Linked DNA regions of Mus musculus: region 2 is linked to region 1. A link is a contact called in public promoter capture Hi-C data. All regions are on one chromosome and are shown on one strand. Each heading gives the region's core, a stretch centred on a gene start, on an enhancer-like site or on the middle of the called end of the contact. The rest is flanking DNA. Distances are from core to core; before and after follow the strand shown. Region 1 holds the start of Bdh2 (3-hydroxybutyrate dehydrogenase, type 2). Region 2 has its middle 20 kb from the start of Gm25080.

Region 1 (6,495 bases), core at 3,914-6,413:
CACTCCATGCACATACACACTCACATACATAACACACACATGCACATACACACACACACAAATAAAAACACACTCATGGGGGGAAGGCGAGTCGGGGAGGAAGGGTCTGGGGGACTTTTGGGATAGCATTGGAAATGTAAATGAAGAAAATACCTAATTAAAAAAAGAAACCACACTCACATACATAAACACACATGCACATACACACTCACAGACATACACACATATGCACATACAAACTCACATATGCATATACATACACATATGCATACATGCACACACACATAAACACATATGAATACATTGAAAAAGACATCAGAAGTATAAAAGGTAAACACTTAAGTGCACGGCCGCTGTGAATACAGCTCAGTGGCAGGAGTGTGTGCTTAGCACACTTGAGATTCTTGGTTCAATTCCAAGCTGCATAAAGAAAGAGAAGAAGAGGAGGAGGAGGAGGAGGAGGAAGAGAAAGCAGCAGCAGCAGAAACAGAAGAAGAGGAAGAGGAAGAGGAAGGGGAAGAGGAAGGGGAAGGGGAAGGGGAATGGGAAGGGGAACGGGAAGGGGAGGGGGAGGGAGAGGGAGAAGAGGAAGAAACCGAAGGAAGAAGAAAGGAAGGGGAAAAGAAACAGAAAACAGCAAAGGAGAACTGAAAACCCTGGCAGCGGACAGCACATCTCAGTATTCGGGAGATGAACAAGAGCAGGGATGAACTCACTAATGCGGATGCCCGTCCAATCCCTTGAGCGGCAGCTGTCAGGACAATAACTTTGCCGTCCAGTCGGCCCATAGTGGATCCTGCGGCACAATCCAAAGACATAGACCCTTAATGGCTCAAGTTGTAGAAAACCAGTTGTGCAGGTGGTAACGTCTGAAATGAACAAAATCAAGTTGCTCCTTTAAGATCGTGGAGAAAGGGCCTTGGCAAACTGCCCCTCCACTCAGTTGCTCAGGGCTGCTTCTTCTAGATACCTGAGTGCGTCAGTCAAAAGCACATAGTCAGCACAGCCCATGGAGGTGATGGCTGGTCAGGGACACCAAGGTGGACCCCAGCTTTCCACTCGGTCGCATCCTAATGCTGAGACGGGGAGAGGAGGTGTCCCTCTCCCTCACTGCCTGACCTCCCTTCCTCATTTCCTGAAGTTTCAGTAGTCAACACTCCAGAATTAAAGTCACTTGTTTCTCTCGGTTCCTCTCACTGTCTACCCACTACCCCATTCCCCCACAGACCGGTTGATGACTGCTGGCCAAGGGCACGCTTATCTATCCATCACCAAATTCTTTCCCTCACTTCTCACCATTATGTGGTTGCTGTTAGCAAAGGTACAAACACACTCCTACCTCTACCTCACGGAGGGAGGGTGGGCCCTGAAAACAGAAGCCTCCACTGTCTTAAGTCACCTGTTCCCTTGTCTGTAAACTGCTGCTGAGTTACAATAGCAGTGTCTCTCGGGTTTTCCTTCTCCCTTGAAAAGATTTCATAGTGGGACTTAAGATTCATTGACCAGAAGGGTTGAAAAATCAAACCATAGCCCATACCTTTGTTTGTTTGTTTGTTTGTTTTTGTTTGTTGGTTTTCCGAGACAGGGTTTCTCTGTGTAGCCTTGGCTGTCCTGGAACTCACTCTGTAGACCAGGCTGGCCTTGAACTCAGAAATCCACCTGCCCCTGCTTCCCAAGTACTCGGATGAAAGGAGTGTGCCACCACGCCCGGCTCCATGCCTTGTTTTTGAAGAGGATGAGGAACCAGACCGGCTCCATTGTGAAGGCAGGAGCCATTATACTGAGCTGTTAAAAATACTTTTCTGTCCTTGTTTCTTGGAAATTGACCTACTCCATCCCATGCTTTGACTTGTTTTGGGGAATACAGACCCTCCTTACTCCCTCCCCAACTAACCCTCCTTAATCGCATGGTGACCACTGGGTGATGCCTGCTGTGTTTTTGAGCTTTTTTGTTGTTGTTTTTTTGTACTTCTTTACTGCTCCATTGTCTTCTGTTAACCTGCTTTGCAACTACAATGATTTTACTCTTTAAAAGGGTCCTAAGAAACAGACTCAGGACTGTTTTCTTTAACCCAGTGCTGGCCAGCTTTCGGGTGCACCCCAATAACTAACAATCAAGCTGGCTTCAAATTTGGTTCACAATTATGGCAGTGGTCTTATTCACACCTGATGGGATTGACAAGCACACGGGACCTGTCTGCCATCACAGTCAGCGGCAGAAGCCATTAGGTCAGGCTTCCTGACTCTTGAGCTCTGAGGATGCTCCATCCCCACCAAAGTGCTGGTCATTTTCTAACATTTCAGCATGCCTTAGAAACATTTGAATACTTGTGTCTTAGGATTTCCATTGCTGTGATAAAACACCATGACCCAACAGCAAGTTGGGGAGGAAAGGATTTATTTAGCTTACATTTTTTTTTTCATAGTGCTCTTAATCATTGAAGGAAGTCCGGTCAGAAACTTGGAGGTGGGAGCTGATGCAGAGGGGTGCTGCTTACTGGCTTGCTCCCCCGTAGCTTGTTCAGTCTGCTTTCTTACAGAGCCCAGGGCCACCAGTCACACTGGGCAGGGCCCTCCCTTGTTGATCACCAATTAAGAAAATGCCTTACAGCCAGATCTTATGAAGAAGGCATTTTCTCGATTGTAGTATCCTCGTTTCAGACAACTGGCTCATGTCAAGTTGACATAAAACTAATCGGGACATGTGATGGATACATTCTGAAAGAGAGGGCGGAGAACCCCAAACACCACATTCTGTAAGAGCCGCTTAGCAGAGGCTTGGATGCACACCTTAGGGACAGAGGAATAGGTAACAAGAAACGGTGTCACAGGACGGCTGTTCTGTCCTTCTCAGGGACCTGTGACAGTTGGTTTGCTGCAGCCTCCATACAGGGAGGGGCAGGAGGGAAATATGTCTGTGAGTGTGGAGTCCTGACATTCCTTCTGCCCATCCACCCTCAATAAAGCACCCGGGACGCCATCTTGGCTGGATGGGGTGCCTGGGGTCGACAGCTAGCAAGTCCTTTGTGTTCTGCCTGCAGGTGTGTCTGTGTGAGGGTGTCAGATCTCCTGCCCCTGGAATTACTGACAGTTGTGAGCGGCACATGGATGATGGGAATTGAACCCAGGTCCTTTGGCAGAGCAGTTAGAGATCTTAACTGATGGACCTTCTCTCCAGCACCCCCTTTGTCCTCTCCTTTGACTTGACCTGTTCTCTAGGTAAGCTGTTAGGTGTTTTTGCTTTTGTTCCTCCCATAGCTGTGCTCCCTGCCCCCGCATCCCCACTGTACCCTTTCGACTTTCCAGTCCTCCATACTTGGTCCTAACTCCAGGGGTTGTAGTGCTAGGTCTTCATGTCCGCAGCTGGCACTGAAAGAGTTGGGGAAAGCATGGGAGATTTTCAGATTTGCCAGAACGGAGCTGGCAGTGGCCATTAGGGATTGGGATCAGGAAATGGGTGCAGTTGTCTAGAAGTAGCTGGCAAGGAAGCAGGGATGGGGAGGGGGTGGGGGTGGGCAGTGCTTCACAGATGACAGACAGAGCCTGGTCTCCTGTGAGGGTGAGGCTAAGTCAGCTATCATCATATCAATACAATGCCTTCCAATCACAGGTTCAAGAGAATGCTGCAGTCTCCCACCTCCAGCAGGACTGAGGTTCCATTGACCCGGAGGACACCTTTGTTCTTTGTTCCCACCCTGGAGCAGACCGTGATGGATGACGTACAGAACTCTTTCTCCCTAGCCTCCTTAGGGTCCCCAGCCCCACCCTACTGAAGGAAGCATTCAGGGTGCCCCCACCCCCAAATCCACTTCTGCCTTCTCCCTGCCTCGATCCATCTGAAGTCTCTCCCATCGTCACCTGGTTCCTTGTCATTTTCTCCCACAACAGTATCTCCCCTAATAAAAGCCATCCTGTTAGGTTCCTATTAGAGCCTTCCTCTGAGATCCAGCCCGACACAGTCACACGGTAAGAGGGGCTTCTGAAGCCAACTGATGACCCCCACTCTGTGATCCAATCATGCGCACATGCTGGGTAACAGGATCTGGCTTCATGGCGTCTCCCCAATTCTGATGCAGTACGCTTTGCTTTGCTTTTTACCAGTAGCACGCAGAGAGAAATTTCACTTAGAGTGTGGTAGGAGTTGAGAGAAAGCTAACTTGTGCTTTTAGGAAGGGATGAGCCGTCCCTGCCTCCCCCGACCCTGAGTACAGCATAAGAAACTCACAGTCCAGGGCCTTCACTAAGGGACCCTGGGTATTCGCCCACCAAAGCCCTGGTTCTCAACCGTCCTAATGCAGCGACACTTTAACGCAGTTCTTCATGTTGTGGTGACCCATATTTTTGTTGCTACTTCACAACTGTAATTTTGGTGCTGTTATGAACCATAATGTAAACACCTGACATTCAGAATATCTAATTAGATAGAACCTAGGCGTGGGGGTCGCGACCCACAGGTTGAGAATCAGTGAAGGCACCTGCTCAGTGCTCTCTTAAGCACCTCCATGACCCCCGAGACCACCCAGAAGCAACCAGGCACAAAATTTAGTTTCTGTTTACTTCTAAACCTTTCTCCAGCTGACCTCCAAGCAGTCTCAAGGCAACATGGGTTTTTTTGTTTTTTTGTTTTTGTTTTTTTTTTGGGGAGGGGGGGTAACAGGGTGGGGTTTAGAGTGGGAATACGTCCAGAAATTGTAAACTTAACCCACTCTTAACATAATGACTTTCCTACTTCTAAAGATTGTACTAAAACCCTAAATTTCTTTTTACTAGAAAAAGGCTCAGAGTATTTTCTGGAATTCCAAATATTTTCACGAGCCAGTTTACTTAGGACAGATACTGGAACAGTTGTCTTTCTTTGGCTATTTTCAAACTCTAATAAATACAAGAGGATTCCCAACTCCCACACTAACTGAAGATGCATCTTCAACTCGGCGATATGGAGAAGATGGCAACACAAGCTACAACTCTCAGTCCCCAAAAGTTTTGTCGAAAGTGATTAGAAAAAAATATCTTACTTTAGAAGAGTGAGTCCACACAGTCCTCCAGATTCCTTCAGGAGACAAACTTCAGATCTCTGCGCAGGAGAAGTCACATGCTGATTAATGCACGCTGGGAGGTGGAGTTCAGGTCCCCTCCGAGTCCTTTTGCTAATGCCTGTTAAGTAAGCTTTTAAGAAGTGTTTGCCACAGCCGTGCACTTTAGATGTGTCCATGCTGCCATCTAGTGATCAGAACGTGGAACTGTGAACGCCAAACAAAGGCCTGTCTTTTGTTTGTGCAAGTTACTTAGCAGGCCAGATCCAATGGCCAGGAAGGTGGAAGGCTGCTGGAAAACACACAAGGGACCCGAGGCACTAAATACTCTGGTCTTCCTAGCTCTTAACCCAGATTGCTTTGAGCGGGGAAAAGAAAACTTCCTTGGGGCTAAAGTCTTGTTTCTGACGTTAATCCCTCAGCTGCAGAATGCTGGCATCCTGAGTGCACTGGGCCTGAGCCGAGGAGCACACCCAGCTAGGATGGGAATCTTGAAATGAACAGAGCAAAATATCATGCAATCAAGTTGGTTGAAGACTACAGGAGCCACGAGGAAAGGGCTAGGTCTTGGCTGGGTCGGAGACTTGTGAGTTAACCTGGCTAGTGTCACAGTGATCATGGAGGTCATGTGTGAATGTCCTGCATAAATCCAGGGGCTCGACACATTTGGCACACTTTGCCATGGGCTCTGGCACTGCAAAGGCTACAAAACAAAGCTATCAGATTGCGAGCCTCCTTTGTCACCTGGGCTGGCCAGCCATGCAGGTCTGCTGGGGACGCAGGCTGTACTTTCTGAGGGCTTCCTTCTTGAAGAGAAAAGTGATGCCTCCCAGAAGGTTCTGGGTTCTGCTCCTCTTTCTGAGTGGCTCCTAAAGTGTGGGTTTCACAGTCAGTCAGTTGGATGCACGTGGGTTGGACGGAGCAGAGCAAGACAGAGAGCTGGTCCTTTAAGGCAGGCACAGGGTGGCTTCCTGTGCTGCTCAGTGTGTGGGTGCTTTCTGTTCCTCCCTCAAGCTCCTGCCTCAGGCCCTGGCTTCAGTCTCTAGCACGGTATAAAGCCCAGAGTGCTAGCACCGAGCACAAATAGATGTAAGAGCATCACAAAGTTTGCTTAGAACTTCACAGCCAGCCTGGACTACAGAAGACCCTTATTCAGAACAGCTGACCCCCTCAAAGGGGAAAAAAGAGCCCAGTTTAAAAATAAAAAGACATAAATCCTATGTCTCCCTGAAATAGCTGAGTAAGCAGGACCTGTAAACTGGCCAACCTACAGCGTTCTTATATGGAGGAGAAGGAAACAGCGGCTCTGCGTTCTTATATGGAGGAGAAGGAAACAGCGGCTCTGCCAGGGTGGTGAGGAGGGGACATGGTGTGCAGGTGAAGCCCAGCGTCTGCCACACACCTGCAGGATAAACGGCAGCTTATTACAGCAGACACTTCTGTGTGTGCTCCTTGCTCTAAT
Region 2 (6,677 bases), core at 602-3,101, 2.5 Mb before region 1:
ATGGGTGGCTGTGAATTGGAAGTCCAAGAATCTAGTAGTTGCTCAGTCCCACGAGGCTACTTGTTTCAGCTGGTCTTTCATAGAAGTAGATCCTAACAGATGTGCTGTCAAGTAAATGGAAACAGAGAAGAGCGAATCTTCCTTCTACCAATGTCTTTATGCAGGTCTCCAGCAGGACACGTGGCCCAGATTAAAGGTGCATATCACCACACCTGGATGTGAGACTCATTTTGTCCCAGGCTGACCTTGAACTCAGAGATCTCCTTGCCTCAGTCTCCTGGGATCAAAGGCATGCACTACCTTGCCTGGGCCTAAGCTTTTCCTAGCCATTAGGCCTCAAGATCTCCATGCCAAGATCCAGGTCAGAAACTTGTATCTTCCAGCCTCAAGATCTGGATCACAAGTGAGCTCTCCATTTCTGAATTGTGGTTCATTCCAGATAGAGTCAAGCTGATAAGCAGGAAGAGCTATCACCCTGGGGTTCAGTAGCAGCAGCTACGTGCTTGTGCTTGGTGCACGGCAGGGGCAGCTCTGATTGCTCCTCCCTCCCAGCTCCATTGCAGTGTTCTGTCCTGCCCACCCTGCCTTGCTTTTCTTCACTCTTTAGAATGTGTTTCCTTTTCTTTTTTAAAAGTACAGTGTCAGGGATCAACTTCCTAAAGCTTTGTGGGCAATAGGCAGTCTCCATATTGATGACTTTAGGCCCTGCCCCTTAGAAGTCGTCTTCTCTTTGACTTGAGGGATGGCTCATGGAGGTCAATAGGCAGTCTCCATACTAATGACTTTAGGCCCTGCCCCTTAGAAGTCGTCTTCTCTTTGACTTGAGGGATGGCTCATGGATAAGAATGTGTCTGTTCTTGTAGAGGACTAGAGCTTGCTCCCCACCTCCATGCTGGGCAGCTCATAGCAATCTTTAACTGTAATTTCAGGGGAGTCAATGCTCTCTGATGGTCTCTTTGGGTGGAAACTCATGGGAGCAGACCAACACATGCATATGCATGCACACACACACACACACACACACACACTCTTAAAAATTAAAGGGTCTGGGAGATGATTCAGCAGTTAAGAGCAAGTCCTGCTTTGCAGAGACCTGGGTTCGACTACCAGCACCTACACCCGGAGGCTCACAACCACCTGTAACTCAGCTCCAGAGACATGTGTGATGTGTGTGGGGCTTCTGTGGGCCATGTGCACATGACCCCCACATAGACACACATGTACACATACATACATGTAATTTTAAATGATAAAAATAAAATACAAAAGAAAAGAAACAAAGTTGGGGTTTTCTCTCAGTTTGGTGTATGGAGAGTCTATGTGGATGTCATATGATATACTGATTTAACATGTGCTGAAAGAGTGGAACCTAGGGCCCTGTGGTTTTGGATAAGCTCTCTGGGCCCTTTTAAAAAGTGAGGTTTAAGAACCACTTATTTGACTTTTTGAGGAAAGGACCTATTCATTCATTGTTGTTTACCGAGGGAGGGACTGATTATCATTGAGGATTCATTCGGAAAGAAAAACAACACATGACTCTTTGAACCAGTTTGTAGTTGCTAAACATATTCTGACCATCTCTGGACCACTGGAGAACTCAGAAAGTGATGCGAAGTTTAAGATGAGTGTATGGGAAGGAGTTGAAAGGGCTAAGAGTCAACTTCTATGCATCATGTACTGAGCCTGTGAATTAATAAATGCTCTCGAGAAGCCAAATTTCCACATTAAATAAATAGGACAATAAAATGCATCCAGGTAGCTCCCAGTTCGCTGTGCACCAGGAACCCTTCTATAAATCACACGTGGGAAGTCTTTCACGGAATGCCTGGCACAGGGTAACTGCCTACAGGGTGAGTGGCATCCATTGTGATGCTAATGATCAATTCCTCCGGAAGGAGGAGTGCTCCCCGAGGCCTGCCAGGACTGTGATTATTCTCATTATGGATTTAACAGAGCAGGTTGCTTAGACAATTGTGCTTTGTCTGACAATTAGATAGGTGGTTTCCCCGGAAGATCAGTAGGAGGCGTTGGCGGTGAAAAGGGTCCAGAGACAGGAGGAGAGGTATGGCTTCCAGCTTCTCGATTGGCTTCCTCTGTCCTCCCATGCCAAGGACAGCACAGGTGTCTCAGGCACTGGCTGAAGAGGGGTGGGAGATTCCTGAAGGCGCTCTCCACTGCTCCTTGACCACAGTGAAAATAGAACCGGAATTTCACAAGTGAAAAGAAATAAATTTCAAGCCCATGCTTTTAAAGTTTTTTTTTTTTTTTTTTTTGTGGCTAGTTTAGAAAATTTTTATCACCGTTCCACTGACAAATCACATTTTGAAGCACTTCAAAGGGCTTTAAAGTAAATAACCAGTGCTCACGGGAACACGTGTGCCTGCCACAAGCTAGCAAATCCGCCGGTCTGCAGGGAAGAGCCCAGGCCTCATGGCCTTCGTGTTTTTGAAGTAGGCTACATGTTTTGAGGCTAGCATTTATAATGTTTGGAACATAAAACACTGAAGGACTGAATTGACAGAGGACAATTAAAATAATTATAGCAGACATTTTCCAAAATTAGTGAGGACAAATGGTCATCTGAAAGGGGCAAACATTTTTGCAAATTCCTGTAAATCATGCAACATATCTGTCCAAGAAACATATATGGGTTCACTGGTACAGCAGATAAATAGCACAGGAGTCATGTGGCCACCCAGTGTGTTAGGGAAATCAGCCTTATAGAAACTGAAGTTTCTGCTTATATTCTATAACAAATGATCATGTGCTATAGGCCAAGTCTTAACTGGAGAAATACTAGTTATCTTGTTTGGGAAAGATCTTTGCTAAGCAGGTCAGTGACCCCCCTACCCCCCCTTACAGGTATGACCTAGCTTAAGGAGATGAGCTAGCCAATCAGATTATCACTTTTGTAAATTATATGAGGGAAGTCTGCATCCTGTCTTGGGTTCTTAGCATCATTAGTAAAATAATTTAAGGACAGACTCAAATGGAAGCTCAATGGCATTGTTTTATTAGAGTTTAAAGGAAATGGAGGGGGGAGAGAAGAGAAGGAAATCGTAGGGTAAAAGTCGTCTGAAGAGAGAAACAGGAAGAGGGGGGTTGCTTAATGAGGACGGGGATAGATACAGAAGTAAAATGGCAGTAAGGATGTCTGAGAGAGTCCTAAGGAACCAGACTTGTAACCATTCACCTAAAAATGCCCACAGTACATGCACATGTATATTATAATTAAATAAAAATCTCTCATTTGGGCTGACAAAGTTCCTCCAAAGAGCCATAGACTATCAAACAAAAACCTCAACAGCAGACATGAGAAACCCCCTTCATGAGTTGTTGATTAGGCTTATCCATGGGACTCTCAAGATGTTAGAGGCTATTGCTACTGTGATTGCCCTTGGTTGCCGTCCAAAGACGGGAGGTAAGTCTCTCTTGCTGAGAGCACCATGCACTTAGGACACAGGGCCCAGAGGCCACTGAATTAGGACTGATCTGAATGCCCCTTCTTTGAGGCCAAGCTCTCATGGCAGAAGAAGGGACCAGGCAAGATTCCAAAGGAGGAAAGCAACCAATAGGATGCTTAGGAACCACAACAGCAACCAGCATGGTACAGTAACCCTATTGGCACAGTAGTGGCACCAATACCTTGGTGGTAACAAACAGCTTTATTTGGACGTAAGTCCCATTCAACAAGAGGTAAGCCATGCCTGGTACTAGTACTATCCAAGGCTAGTGAAGTCATAGATTTTGGAAAGAACCTACAACCACCCCTTTAAACCAGTGTAACCCCTAGCTACATTCTAAATATTTGTCCTTATATCCAATGATAAGTATTATCTTTACCCCTTATCAAGGAAACTTCTCTTTGCAATAGACAGAGACCATTACAGAAAACTACAACCAATCAAAATGCAGAGTTATGGAAGCCAGTCCCAATGGGTATATCTACAAACAACTCCTACACTCAAGGCTTGGGCGATATCAGGGATGGAGTGGTGGAAAGGTTCTAAGACCTAGAGGAACAGGAAGTTATCTATGAGACTGTGTTACCTAGAAATGTCATGGCTGTCTAACCAGGACCTAAATGAGAATGACACTAACAGATATGCTAATATGGAATAAGGAAAGATCCTGACACCTCAACTCTTTACAAAAAGCTACAAGTAACTAAGGAATGCCGACAGTGGAAGAAACAGTCTTCCCCAGGGAAGAGCACACTAGTTGGTTATCCAATACCAAATGGTCAGTCTTGAAAATGTATGTGTATACAGTAACATTAGACAGACTAAGCAGCTTGTATTTTATATTTAGAAACACACACACACACACACACACACACACACGCCAACAACAACAATTAAAGAAAAAGTTCTTAAATTTGAAAGAGAACAAGGTGGAGGTACAAGGAAAGAAAAGGGGGAAATGTAATTATATTGTAGTCTCAACAAGTAAAATATTATTAACGAAGGAAAGTTCCTAGAGCCAGCTGTGACTCTGAACAGCTGTCTGAAGGAGACGGGAGAAGTAAAGACGTGCTGTGTAACCCAGCATGGAGGACAGACACAGAGAACACAAGCAGCCACACAGTGGGGAGGGAGGCCTTAAAGAAAGAGTAAGAAAACCCAAGATGTTGGGGAAGCCCAGAGTGTTAGAGAAAGCGCTTAGAAAACGAGAGTAGGAGAAAGGAAAAAGTTATATTTTCATGAATAATTCAGAAGTGTGCAGACTTGCAAGCAAGCACATCTGTGCCCTATGAGAGGCTGAATTTAAAGGGCAGGGATCTTGGGATAAAATGTACAGTTTATCATTAAAGGGGAAATTATTGTGCTTATCTCTTCAGCATGGCTTAAGGCAAGGACTTCTTAGGAAATGGTCTCTCAACCAGGTCAGTTCTCTGCCCCCACTAGAACATCCCAGTCCAGGAATTCTGTTCTCTTGACCAGAAGTTTTTCTTAAGGGGCCTTTCTTTCTCCTCTAGCAGAAATATATGAATAGAGGTTGCAATGGGGGTTCAGCATTGTAAACTAAACTCAGTACGCTGACTTTGATGCTGAGACCATCATAGGCCCATGGAAACTGAGCCAGCACCTGCCTGCAGGGTGAGCCTGGAGTCGGCGTACATGAGAGTCACAGTGTCCGCAGCATGTGGAACCCCAGGAAACAGCAACCTTCTTTGCTTTTGTCACTAGGTTTCTCTCAGACACTTATATCACATCTCACTTGCATGTTAAGGTGAATACTTTCAGTCAGTGGGAGTCCACCAGAGTCCAGTCTTGCTCCCCTCCCCAACTTCATTTCCTGCGTCTTGCCCTCAGTCTCTCACCAGTCCATGTTTGGAACAAGTTGTCCTTAGCATCTCCTACTCATTGGCTCTCTTCCTGCCTGCACTTGATGGCATCCTTCTGCCAGCTCTTTGTGCATCTGGCTCCTTCTCCTTCTTGACATCTTGGTTTACCCTCCTATCCCCAGAGAGGATGCGCTGGTAACTCCATCTCCAAGGTGGTACCTCATTTGTATTTAATCATCCTACCTGTTCACTTCCCCATTGGTCCTAGGCACCATAGTGGCATTGATTCCTTTCCATTGCTTCTGTCTCTTACTGAAGGGCTAGTGCCATGCAGACAGGCTCCTTGTTTGGTTTGTTCATTGCAACTTCTTGGAGGCCATCAGAGTTCAGTAAAGAGATGTTTGATGAATGGGGTCTAGAGAAGTTTTTCATTTTCAGGCTCTTCTGTGGACAGACCTAATCACTATGGGATTCTTCTATGTCCTTGCACTGTGCTTTATTTTGTTTTGAGGCAAAATTCCACTATGTATCCCAGCCTTTGCTGTGGGCTCCTAACGTAGCCCAGGCTGGCTGTGAATTCCTCGACAATTCTTATACCTCAATCTCATTACAGATGTGTGCTACCAGGCTCATCAAACAGCCTCTTTTTGCCCATGCAAGTTTGACTGTGAGCTCTGTCCAATAAACACGTGTTTTGACAAATACAGCGCCCGCCCCCAAGTTTATATATAATCTTAGTTGAAAAATTTATGAACAATTATAGAAGTATTTTCCCAAATAAACACTGTGGTGTGGAAAGCTGCTGTGGTAAACAGCTGGAGGCAAACAGCCTCCTGAAGAGGAAATGTACAATTGCTTATTGGCCAATGTAGAACAGTTTGAATTTGGCATATGGTACAGATTTGGGTGTTGGTGTTTCAAAGTTGTTTGTTTGAATATTTTTGTGTGACGTCCACACCCTCAAGGCTTTATGTGTCAAGCTAACCTGACACAGTCCTATCTTATTTGTACCAATGTTGTGTTTTTCTCTAAACAGCAGTGATTTGCGTAGAAAACAACTGAGATGTCTAAATTATTGTTGATACTTTTTTCATGTTTGCTTATGTATTTACTTTATCTTTTTTTTTTTTTTTTCCTTTCGCTTTGAGTCAGGGTCTCTGTATATAGTCCTGCTTGGCCTGGAACTCACTGCATTATCCAAACTGGCCTTGAACTGGGTCTGCATCTGCCACAGAGTGCTGGGACTGAAAGCAAGCACTACCATGCACAGCCAATTCATTTTGTTTTGAATATAAGGCACATAAAGTCATCTTATTATTCATTCCTTAACAAATGTTTTCCATTTTTTTAAAAAAAAACTATCTTGAAGAAGAACTGGAACTATAAGTAG

Evidence for each region. Promoter capture Hi-C pulls out the DNA fragments that hold promoters and counts their contacts.
Region 2: a contact with region 1 is called in a promoter capture Hi-C map of hippocampal neurons, with 9 times the contacts expected there. The contact joins the enhancer-like site here to the promoter of Bdh2 in region 1. A contact is called at or near these places in 10 of 39 promoter capture datasets (the 3T3-L1 cell line, 3T3-L1-derived adipocytes, the C10 cell line and 7 more), 4 of 484 Hi-C or Micro-C datasets (CD4 T cells, the G1E-ER4 cell line, the N1E-115 cell line and 1 more) and 1 of 115 datasets of contacts at active chromatin or transcription factors (astrocytes).

Annotation. Positions count from the first base shown.
Region 1 is chr3:135,279,889-135,286,383 of GRCm38.p6, reverse strand. Bdh2 (3-hydroxybutyrate dehydrogenase, type 2) reads right to left here and starts at 5,163. Exons shown (of 10, transcript NM_001172055.1): 1 at 5,016-5,163; 2 at 717-869. The coding sequence starts at 818. It overlaps Gm46826 (a long non-coding RNA gene), which reads left to right. Exons shown (of 3, transcript XR_001783991.2): 2 at 3,042-3,219; 3 at 3,611-3,952.
Region 2 is chr3:137,732,810-137,739,486 of GRCm38.p6, reverse strand. No RefSeq gene overlaps it. Among named protein-coding and RNA genes, the nearest start is that of Gm25080, 20 kb to the right of the region's middle. Within about 2 kb of position 1,851, at least 24 of the 459 cell types and tissues checked have an H3K27ac peak or open chromatin away from gene starts, as enhancers often do. A contact at or near this core is called in hippocampal neurons, where this site is marked.